2 separate regions of the Dromaius novaehollandiae genome follow, and region 2 is linked to region 1. Evidence: chromatin contacts called from public Hi-C data. All regions are on one chromosome and are shown on one strand. The core of a region is the stretch at or near the end of the contact, and the rest is flanking DNA. Distances in the headings are between cores, read along the strand shown.

Evidence for each region. Hi-C and Micro-C count contacts between places; a contact is called where the count stands out from the background.
Region 2: a contact with region 1 is called in a Hi-C map of liver, with 10 times the contacts expected there. The contact joins the promoter of LAMB1 here to the enhancer-like site in region 1. A contact is called at or near these places in 3 of 4 Hi-C or Micro-C datasets (brain, liver and ovary).

The regions. Positions count from the first base shown.
Region 1 is chr1:12,507,386-12,512,966 of bDroNov1.hap1, reverse strand. LAMB1 (laminin subunit beta 1) reads left to right here. Exons shown (of 33, transcript XM_064505781.1): 24 at 530-899; 25 at 2,563-2,747; 26 at 4,002-4,243. Among named protein-coding and RNA genes, the nearest start is that of DLD, 26 kb to the right of the region's middle. Within about 2 kb of position 2,251, at least 1 of the 2 cell types and tissues checked has open chromatin away from gene starts, as enhancers often do.
Region 2 is chr1:12,541,598-12,547,178 of bDroNov1.hap1, reverse strand. LAMB1 (laminin subunit beta 1) reads left to right here and starts at 2,398. Exons shown (of 33, transcript XM_064505781.1): 1 at 2,398-2,536; 2 at 2,676-2,845; 3 at 5,305-5,440. The coding sequence starts at 2,500. It overlaps LOC112980487 (a long non-coding RNA gene), which reads right to left and starts at 3,692. Exons shown (of 5, transcript XR_010387566.1): 1 at 3,217-3,692; 2 at 852-1,000; 3 at 294-484; 4 at 1-124.

The DNA.
Region 1 (5,581 bases), core at 1,002-3,501:
TAATCCAGCACCTGGTGGATTCCTCATTTGCTCCTGTTCTGTGCTGGAGAAGATAGTAAAGGTTTGTTCCTTTTTCACCTTTTCCATTTCACTCATATTTTGCTTTTTTTTAAACTTGCTGCTGTGTGCCTGTCTGTCATTTCTTTTCCAGGCTGGAAAGCCTTACTCTGCTTACTCCTCAAAACAGGAATGAAAACGGGATCTTTGCCTCCAGTTCCTACCAAATTGACATCGCACCATTGGAAGAGCTGGCCAGCTGTGCTCCAGCATTGCATCTACCTCCGAGATGTGCCAGCCAGGCACTCTGCGTCTCCCTGGATTTATTTCCTACTCTCTCTCCCCTTTCACACTCAGCCCCAGTTCTCCCATCCCCAAGCAGACACATCCATAATCAGCTGCTTGTAATCTCTACACAGACCACTACTGTATTCAGTTCACCACTTACAACTGGTGTTGCTTTCTCTTTTCTTCCTGCCACCTAAGGCTCCTCCTTACCCTTTACGTTTTCTTTTCCTTTTTCTCCCTGTAGCATGCGACTGCAACCCTCGAGGCATCCAGACGCCGCAGTGCGACCGCGCCACGGGCCAGTGCCTCTGCAACGAAGGGGTGGAGGGGCCGCGCTGCGACCAGTGCAGCCGGGGCTACTCGGGCTTCTTCCCCGACTGCGTGCCGTGCCACCAGTGCTTCGCCCTCTGGGACGCGGTCATCGGCGAACTGGCCAACAGGACCCAGCAGTTCCTGGACAGAGCTAATGCCCTGAAGATCACAGGTGTCACCGGCCCGTATCAGCAGACGCTCAACACTCTGGAGGAGAAACTCGGTGAAATTAAAACCATCATTGCTCAAAATCCGGCTGCCGAGCCTCTGAAAAACATCGGCAATCTCTTTGAGGAAGCAGAGTGAGTACGGTGGCGGTTACGTGGCTAAGTCTAGCTCAGCGAGGACCAGAGCATGGACAGGCGGTGCTGCTCCGCGGCCGGGCACTTTGCGCCCAGCTGCCTGCACCGGCGGGAGCTCCTGGCGCGCGGCGTGGGTGCAGGAGCTCTTGGCACACAGTGCGGGCACCGCAGCCTGGCCCGCGCCCAGCAGCAAGGCTGGAGCTGAGCAGCCCCGCGCCCAGCCTCTGGAGAAGGGCCGTCCCGCCGCTGCTGCTGTTAGTGCCGAGCCGCTCGCCCTGCGCTCCCCCGGGTCAAAGGATAAACGCTGCTATTGTGTGTGAGAAAGAAGAGGGGAGAGATTAAATTCCTGGGTTTCCACGTGCGTGCGGCCTTTGAGATAGAAACATGGGCTGCTTCCTCCACTCTGAGCGGAGGGAGCAGCAGTTTTGTAACAGTGGCTGTTGGCATTTTTCTCCGGGTAGGAGCCTTGTGTTTTATTTTAAAACTAGGCCTACAAAAGAAGGTAGCTTGTGCTTTCGGCAATCCAGGCGGCTGAACATCCAGTTGCATCGCGGATGCTCTCTAGCTGCGTGTGCAGCTGTTAGGGCTTGCTTGCGTGGTGTTGAACGAGCTGCACAAAGCAGAGAGGAGAGGATTAAAGCACAAATGTCTCAATTACGGATACGCTCCTGCCCTACAACTCCCCCCTCTAGACAGAGAGCTGTGGGTTGCTCTTGCGTTTGGGCTCTGTGTGTACCGAGGATGGTCAGAGCAGCTGCAGAGCTGCTTTCCCTAGCGTATATACACATACTGTGTTTAAGTAGCCGCTCTTGCTCCTCTCAAGCTGTATAGCAGAAGGAAGAATTGGGCTTGGCAGGACTGCGGGAAAGGAGCAGGCTCTTGAGCTAATAAATGAGGGAAATGTAAATCGACCTAGAGATTAAAAATTGCCTGATCCTTTCAGAATAAGGAAACACTTTGGGTTTGGTGGGATCACCCTGGGAATAACTTTCTATGCCCAATCTGATTGTGCAGCAGTGCTGACTTGAAGGATGTATTTGCCTTTCCTTTTAGGGTTATCCCACAAACTGAAACCTGCTCTGTGGTTTACTAAGGCCATGTTGAATGCTGAGAGCAGACTGCTTTTCTGCATAGCCCTAGAGAAACGGCTGGTGAGGAGGGTTGTTTACAGACGAGTTAAAAGAATTCATTGTGTTAAAACCAAGGCTCCCCCCCCCCCCTTTCCTGAAGTTCAAATCTGTCCCATGAGTTCGTAGTACTCAAAACTGCATTTGTAGCTGTGTGGGATGGTAAGCAAATTATGTATGGATCATAGTAGTCAACTCTGACCTGTGCAGTTGCCATGATACAAGAGCATTACAGCAGTGCTCTGGAATCTGCCTCCAGTTAATCTTACACAAAGCAGCTGTTTTCTGAGCAATTTGGTGCTTTGAGTTTATAAAAGTGCTGTAGATTAAAAAGTAGTTGTGTGTGATAAAGGAAACAAAACCGGTATTCTAGGTAGGCATGTTGTTACAAATCGTTTACAGCTCCATCGAGGGAGGACAGGTCGTGCTGTGGGAGAAGCACCGCACAGCTCGAACCACCACTTCTTGCTGAAGTAGAGCATTGAGGCTAACAACCCTCCCTCCGCCTTTTAAGTCTTGTCGCCCCTGTTTTACAGAAAGCTGACAGCAGATGTTACAGTTAAGATAGCTGACATAGAAGAAAGCCTTTCAGCATTAGCCCTGGAAAGCAATAGCACAGATATGGACCTGAGCGTGCTGGAGACAGATGCCAAGAGCCTGGACCATGTGGTGAAGGAGCTCGCGGAACAGCTGGAGTTCATCAAGATCTCCGATGTGCGGGGTAGGTGTCACAGCGAGGGGCACCAAACAGCGGCAGAGCCAGGGATTTAACCTGCGTGTGGTTTTAAATGCCAGGTTAATCCTGTAATAAAACTCATGTCCCCAGGAGGGCAGCTCCTTTCTGTGTATTAGCAGAGTTGCTGATGCAGCAGGAAGTTTGTGTTGCCCCCTCACCCCTTGCCTGCACACTGCAGAGCCAGATTGAGCTCTTGGTGCACGGCGTTACCTGAAAATCTCTTCATTAATACCTGGTAGACCAGGCACACCAGCTGAAAGGGCAGCAGATCCCATGATATACCTGCACATTTTGCTCTCTGTCCCCATTTCCTTAAATTGCTGTTTCTGTTTGAAAAATCACCTGAGCCTTTACGACTAAGAGCACACCGTGAGGGCCCAGTTCTTCAGCGGCGCTTGAGGCTTGCCTGCCCAGTGGCACATTCAACTGGTGAACCTCAGTCACAGAATGGGAATTTGCTGTTTGGAGGAATGTTACCAAATCTTGGGAAATTTTGAAAGCTGACTTTGTTCCAACTTGAAACAAAGCCTTTAAAAAAAAAAAAAAAATTTCCTGCTTTGCAGGAAGTCTGAGTTTGTTGCCAGTGCATATGGGATTTCCCAGAGCCAGGCAACCGGGATGCAGAAACGAGGGAGTCCCTGACGTGCGGCAGTCTGTACCGCGGGGCAGCTTCCCGCCGCAGAGCGCAGCAGCCCAGGGCCCCTGGCCCGTCACAGGGCCTCTCTGGGGCTGGTCCAGAGTTAACAGTGCAGCTTTCATAAATCAACGTCTTTCATCAAGCAGTTGTTTCTTGGGAGAGCTTTCACCAGTTTCCAAGCAGTGACTCCATAAGCAAGACATCCCAGGGCAAGCAACAAGAGCTAAGCGGAGAAGTAAATCCTTAGGGAATAGGCTGTTGCCCTGTAAACCTAAAGGGTTGGAGTTTCTTTTTTTTCCCCTCAAGGCAAGCAGAATTAAATCACTAGGTCAGAGAAATTAAAACTTTAAATTGCAGCAAACTTCACACACTCTCAACCTAGCAAAAAAATAAGTTGTTTATTTTTTTCTCATGATAGGCTGACTTCTGTCATCCCTACAATAGCACTGAGTACAAATGCAAAGGTGAGCATTTCATTTAACTTGACATTTAGCTAGATAAAAGACTAGGGTAACCCAGATGTGTCATCCAGCAACCTCCATAATATAAATTACTTGGCATTACTGACCAAATTGCTGAGCTGCTCAGTCTTATTTCTGCAGGAGCCTTGGACAGTATCACCAAGTACTTCCAGATGTCCCTTGAGGCAGAAGATAGGGTCAATGCCTCCACCATTCACCCAGGCAGCATGGTGGAAGCATCAGTGCAAACGCGCCAGGAGGTGGAAGACTTAATCAACGAGAAGGAGGCCCAGTTCAAGGTGAAACAGGAGGAGCAGTCGCGCCTGCTCGATGAACTGGCGGGCAAGCTGCAAAGCCTGGATCTCTCTGAAGTCGCCGAGAAGGTACGCGGCTGAGATTGGTTGGGATAAAACCTCCAGCAAAACTGAAGTCAGATTTGTGAAGAAATGACAGGCAGGGAACAAACTGTTTAGAGCTGAACAGCGTGAGCTATGCAGTTTGTTCATGGAAAATGCATGTTTTGTGGGTTATAGGGCATTTTGTGAGCTTGAACGGGGCTGTTTAATCTATGGGTGCTGAGAGACCTACTGGCTTCCAAGCATCAGCCCTTCACATTGGTCTCCTCCTGCCTGCTCCTCCCCAGACCGATGGCGCACCCATCGTTTCATCGTCCCCTCTCTAACCCAGATCCCTTTGGCGTGGACAGAGCTCCCAAGCACAGTAGTTCACCGGCCCGCTGGCAGGAGGGTCTACCTCTTAGCCTGGCCTCAGCTCACATGCTCGCTTTCGCTAGGCTCCTTCCTGCCCTTTCGCGGCTCGGCAGGGCGGCCCGTGCCCGGCCGGGAAGCACTCCCATGCGCAGAGGCCGGCTGCGTGCCTGGCCCTCATCGCGCGCCCTCTCCATGCTTGAGCCGAGGCAGCACCTACAGAGAGCAGCGTCAAGAGGACGTGCTGGCGGCTGAAGCTGCCGGCTCGGCTGTATATAGCGCTGGGGTGGCTTTCTCCTGGGGGAGGCAGGGAGTTCCCTCGCTTTCCCTTTGACAGTAGCCAGCTGCTCTCGGCGAGCAGCCCTGCTTGCGGGTTTGGCAGCGGAGGAGCTCTCGTGAACTCCTAGGGCAGTGAGAGGATGGGTCTTCAAACAGTGACGCGTCCTGTAGAGCTGCAGCGATCCATCCGACTTCCCTCCCCTCCTTTCTTTCCTGGGACCGAGGCAGCTTTTTGTTCAGCTTCCCTTTCCCTACATTCCTGCCGAGCAGGCTCTTGAGGACTGAAAGTTTTGGGTAGATGTTTATCAGGGCTGTAAACACTGAATTGCTTGGAGGTGTGATCACAGGGCACAGAAAAAAAAGCCTTTTTTGCTTTCTAGCTACTGCCGAGCTGCATGCCAAGCAGGTGAGAGGGAATCATTTACACTCCACAAGCGGCAGCTGGGCCCAGCCCCTAGGTTTCCCCAGCAAGCTTCTTGGCTGCAAAAGACAGCGGTTGGTGCCTATCGCTTGGCATGGGGGGAGGCAGGGAAAGGCACCGCCCAGGCGTGGGGAACTTTCCAATTTTCCATCCGGCTGAAACTATTCCTCAGTAATTCCATAGTCCAAACAATTGACCAAGGGGTGAATAAAGAGTACAAAAGCCCGCAATCAAAACAGATTTTCTGTGAGAGCTCATCCTGTGACAGCAATTCACAAATTTAAAAAAAAAAAAAAAAAAAAAAGTGCTTTGGA
Region 2 (5,581 bases), core at 1,149-3,648, 34 kb before region 1:
ACGGAAGATATGTTGGGTTCCACCAAAGTCAAAGGCGGTTTTGGACTCCGATTCTTTGAGGAAGCTTCCAACCCACGCAAGGGAAATGCAGACACCCCCAGGCTGTAAAGCCACCTCACCAAACCTAGGGATAGGACACGACGCAAAATTCAACTTGCATCATTTGAAGAATCAATCAAGTTAAAATACCCCCGCTTGTTCTCAAAACGTCGTGGTATCTCACACGCGCTGCGGGGAGGGATGGACGCAGACGAGTTCATTGGGCCTCACTACCGACGTGCTGAGCATCTCACCTGGGTTTGGTTCCCCGCAGAGCGCGGCCACGATGATGCACCCAGCTCGCCACCGCTCACCGCTGCGACGCCTCGCGCCAGCGTGGCACACACCACCCTGCAACGCAAGCTGCCTCGGCAGCTAACCGCAGCAACGCGGACCTCGGGAGGGCAGATCGGGCCCTCTTCATAGGTAGTGCAGGGTATCCATTCTACGAGAGTACGAAACAGGAAAGTAAAGGTGGAGAAAATGTGGATAAAAGTTGGAAAATTGAAAAAACACAGGCATGAGACAGAAAAAATGCAGTGGAAACCATGCACCATCTGTCCTGGCACACTTGCATGTACCAGTGCTGCAGAATACTGCTGCCTTCCTCTCTTTTAGCGGTGGAGCTTTCTAACGACAGTACAGCAAAATGTTTTCTGTTGGCAGGACAAATATGTTTGTTATACTGGAGTATTGCTCTAAAAACAAAAGCCAGGCTGTGATTTATAAGACAGGGTTGTGAAGCTGAGTTACTTCTGTGACTCTGAAAGACCACGCATGTTGCAGAAGAGGTTTAGCGTAGCAATACCTGCCTTTTCAGCTAAAAGGGTCTAATTTCCCGGAAGCCTTTAACGAAGCAGAGCCACCAGCTCTTGGGTCGACATTCCCGGGCTGGGTTTCAGGCTTGGTGTTTAACCTCTAGGGCAAGCCGCTCGGTATCTCTATGTTTCTGCTTATCCATCTGTCAAATGAGAATGAACATATTTACCTACCTCGGGAGGCTTTTGTGAGACGGACAGACCGCGGCGCGGGTCACCCAGGGCCTGCAAACCATAAGGGCAAAGCGTTCCTGAAGGACACCGACCTGGCAGAGATTTACATACGGGCTTACATCTTACACGCGTGCAACAAAACTCGTGCGCACGCGCCGAGACACCCCGGTACGGATGTGCAAACCCGGGGCCGCGCTCCCCAAGGAGCCTCTGGACCGCCAGCCCACCGAAACCCTGCACTTTCGCCCTTGCGCCACCTTCTTCACGGTTTCCTGAGAGCAGCAGTCACAGCAGGAGGGCGACCGCTTTCATCTGCCAGGACGGCTCGCCAGCATTTATTTACTACTAAAACTTCCCCCCGGTCCCCAGCAAACTTTGTGGCCTAATGACTAAGCCCGGGTGGCCTCGCCGGGGCCCGAGGAATTCAGCGAGTAGGTCAGAAGAGCCGGAGGAGTCCGGACGCGACCGCCGGCCCCTCGCAGCCGCTCTCGCCCGCCCTTTCCCAGGGACCGAGGGCAGGAAGATGAACGAGCTCGCGCTAACACAACAAGCGGCTCGGCTCCCGCGGCAGCCTGTCTCGCTGCCACCGCCGGTCCCTGGGCAGGCTGCGGTGCCCCGCGCACGCAGCGCTGAGACCCAGCCTCGCCGCCCGGCTGGACCGCGTACGGGAAGCACGAACATCAACACACCGCGTTTGTGGGCTCATCCCTGGGGCAATGCAGTGGTGTGGGGAAACAGCTCCCTTCAGCTGCCATCGAGGCGGCCACGGCGCCCAGCGAGCGACGTTGGGGCAGGGATCGATGGCAGGCGGCTGGTTGCCACCGCTGCCCACCCTCCTGCCTGCCGCGGGGGTCAAACCCCCCGTTCTCGCGCTGTTCCCCTGCGCCGGCGAGGGAGGGGGACGACCCCCAGGCGAGCCCCCGGCCGCTGCCCAGACCCGCTGCCGAAGCCGGGGGGCAGGCGGCGCAGAGCCCCCGCACCAACCCCGGGGCCCGGCCGCGGGGACCCGGGGCGGGGGGCCGCAGCCCCTCTGCATCGCGCCCCGCGCCTGGCTTGGCCTGGAGCCCGGGATCGCGCAGCCCTCGGGGGCCTTCCCCGGCGCCCCCGGCCCGGGCCCGCCCGCCCCCGACGGCGCCCCAAGCGCCCCGCTGCCTCCCGGCGAGCGGGTCCGGGAGCCCGGGGCGGGGGGCCGGGCCGGGCCCGTCCGCCGTGCGGGGGCGGCGGGGAGGAGGAGGAGGAAGAGGAGGAGGAGGAGGAGGAGGAGGAGGGCCGGGGGCGCCGGGCGGCGCGGAGCCGCTCCCCGGCGCCCGGCTGCGGCGCCTGCGTGCAGCAGCCAGAGCTGCACTTTCGGCGGCGGCGCCGAGGGAGAGACCGGCGCTTCCGGAGCGGGGTCCCGCGCCGAGCCCAGCCGAGCCCGGCCGCGCCGAGCCCAGCCGCGCCGTCCCGTCCCGTCCCGTCCCGTCGCGCCATGGGCCGCCTCCGGCTGTACCTCTGCTGCTGCCTCGGTAAAGCCGCCCGGCCCCGCTGCGTCCCCGCGCCGTCGGGGCGAGCCCCTGGGCGGCCGCCGGGGGCGGCGGGCGGCTCCGCTGACCGCGCTCCCGCTTCCCCCCTTGTCTCCCCTTGCCTCCCTCCGCGGGCGCGCAGCGCTGAGCGCCGCCGCGGCGCAGGAGCCCGAGTACAGCTACGGCTGCGCCGAGGGCAGCTGCTACCCGGCCACCGGCGACCTGCTCATCGGCCGCGCCGCGCGGCTCTCCGCCTCCTCCACGTGCGGCCTCCGCCAGCCCGAGCCCTACTGCATCGTCAGCCACCTCCAGGTGAGCGCCCGCCGCGGCCCCGCCTGCCCCGACGGCGGCGCCCCGGGCCCGGGCCCGCCCGGCGCCGCAAGGGGCCCCGGCGGCGGCGGCGGCGGGGTCCGGAGTCACGTCGGGGGTCGGCAGGGCAGGGCGAGGGGGCACCGGGGCGCGGGGCGGCGGGGCTGCCCGGCGCTGCCGGACCCGTCCTGGCGCCGGCGGGCGGCCGCGGCGCTGCCCCCCCCGGCGGCGCTGCCCCCCCCGGCGGCGCTGCCCCCCCGGCGGCGCTGCACGGGGCCGCGCTGCGCGCCCGCCCCGCCGCCCCCCGACCCCGACCCCGCGGGGGCCGGAGCCTGCAGAGCCCCTCGGCCGCGGAGCTGGCGGGGGAAACGTGCCGCGGCGAGTCCGGTCCGCGCTCTTCCCAGACGTGTGCCGCGCCGTCTAGACTGCTTCCTGGCTCGGGGTGGGCTGCGGAGCGGGGCTAGCGCCGTGGCCGCTGCGCTGGTGATATAATTACATCTGTATGATCTCCGAGGGGAGGGATGCAAATAAAGTTGTGCAGTGCGTCTCGTGGAAAGCACGGAGGTTTTCACTCTGTGAGGTGAAAGAAGCTTATCTCCGAGAGGGAGCGGGCGGTGGGTAAGTATAAATATCGATTGTAAAGGGAGCTCCGTTAAAGTGAAACTAAAGGTGTAATCTCCGGCCGTGCTCGCTGCGCAGGCAACGGGACCGAATTCTGTCACTTCACGGGAGAAATGCTGCAAACGAGAGTGCTGCTTAACTAGCTATCGGATCGGCCCCACTCCTGGCCCGAGGTTGCCTCATCCCTCCCCCGCAGCACGCACACGTTTGTTTTACTGTCCCGCTCTTGCCTGCTTGCAGTACTGCTCGGTTCAACGAGGGGCCGAGTTTTGGAAGAACATTTTTGGCGTGTGTCAGCACTGATCCGGAGCAGGGCTTCTTTACCAGCGCTGGGATCTCCGTGGAACAAAGCGACAAAGGCCTGATTTCTGTTTTTGTCTCAAGCTGTTGAAGTGTCAGGGCGTTTCATAATGAAAAGCACCACTTGAGAAGCCCAAATGAGCCCTTATTCCCGATCTTGCAGCCAACATTTCTGTGTCTGTCTGGTATGTCCCTCTTATTTCCGTACCAGTGCAGAAATCCGTCAGACTGTGCGTGCAAACAGATGCCGAGCGTCCTCTTAGCGCCACGGGTTCGAACATGCTGAGCGCTTTGCAGGACTGGGTCTTTCGGGATTTGCTGGTGATTTTGGTGGGAGAAGGAGCAAGTCCTCGCGCGAGGCCGTTCCTGTTTGGGATGGCGTAAGGAGTCTGGAGGATGCAAGGGGGGACACGTCCGCAGTGGGTGCAGGTGCTGGTCCTCGGGAGTGGGGGCTGGTGGGTGCCAGCTGCCCAACTGGGAGGACTTGGCACGCGGCACGCCACCACCAAAGCCGAAATTGGTGAAATGGAAAGCGTGTGGCCCAGCCTGCCTGCTCGCACGCTCTCGCGTGGTGAAGCACCACGTTGGTGCCCCTAAGCCCGCCGGCGGGACGAGGCCGTCGTGGCATCGGGCAGCGATGGGCTGCTGGGGCTCCCCTCCTGCTCATCCCCAGCTCTCGCGGGCCGTCACCTCCGTCGCCCCCTCCAGCGTGTCAGATCGTGAGGGCTTTTGGGCAGGCACGGTGTTTTTGTTAGGTTTGCATCCTGCCTTGCAAAATTGGAATGGGTTGTTGGGGTTGTTGTAGGCACTACAACAACGTAAAAACAGTGTTGCTCATCGAAACAGTTGTGATGGATTTTTGTTCTTTTGGTGAAGAAGCATCCAGCTTTTCAAACAGGCACATGCCAGACTCGTACCTGACTTCTTTAATGGATGCATCTTGTCGTGACTGCAAACTGGGCTTACGTGCATAGCTGGAGAATCCAGTCCCAGGTGTAAGGATGCTGGATTCAGAGTAAAGATAATCCCGTGCTGACAGGACCCAGTCACTGCAGCACTGATGGGCCCTCGAGGGGCATTGAACCTCACTGGAGATATCTGTCATAGGGAGGACTTAATTTCCAAGCTAGCTCCAAAAAGCCAACATAATTTCACACAAATTCTTAAAGGTGCAATTTCATGCATGTGCATTTATACAGAGTCAAGTCAATGATCTTCCATAAATGTTGGCTTTGATTCTAAATTCTTTGACAGAATGTGTGTTGCTGAAAGAGATTTCCTGAAAGTGTAGTTTAGATAGAAAACATACTTCTCATAAAACTAAAGTTTATTGAATTCCTGGAATATTTTCCATCTGGCTTGCAATTTGCATTTAATTCAAAAAGGTAAATACACTTTATCGGTTAAAAAAAAAATACCTTTGATGCCTCTGGCAGGCAAAATGAGTGGAATGTGATATTGATGGAAAATACTCTTATCTGCAGGAAACAACTCTTGCCCTTTGGATAAAATAGGTAATGTTGATTATCTTATTGTTTCAGGAGGACAAAAAATGTTTCATATGTGACTCCGAGGATCCCTTCCATGATACTCTCAATCCTGATAGTCATCGCATTGAAAATGTGGTCACCACATTTGCTCCGAATCGCCTGAAGCTTTGGTGGCAGTCAGAAAATGGTACGCGATTAGTCTGGGAGCCCTTTCCAGGGCTGGGGCTTGTTTTGCCTTCTTTTGTTTCAGGCTACCGATGTGTCTGCCCTTATCTCAAGCCTGGTAATTACCGCTGCTGGGGGGATCCCGCTGTTAGCAGAGGTCTGA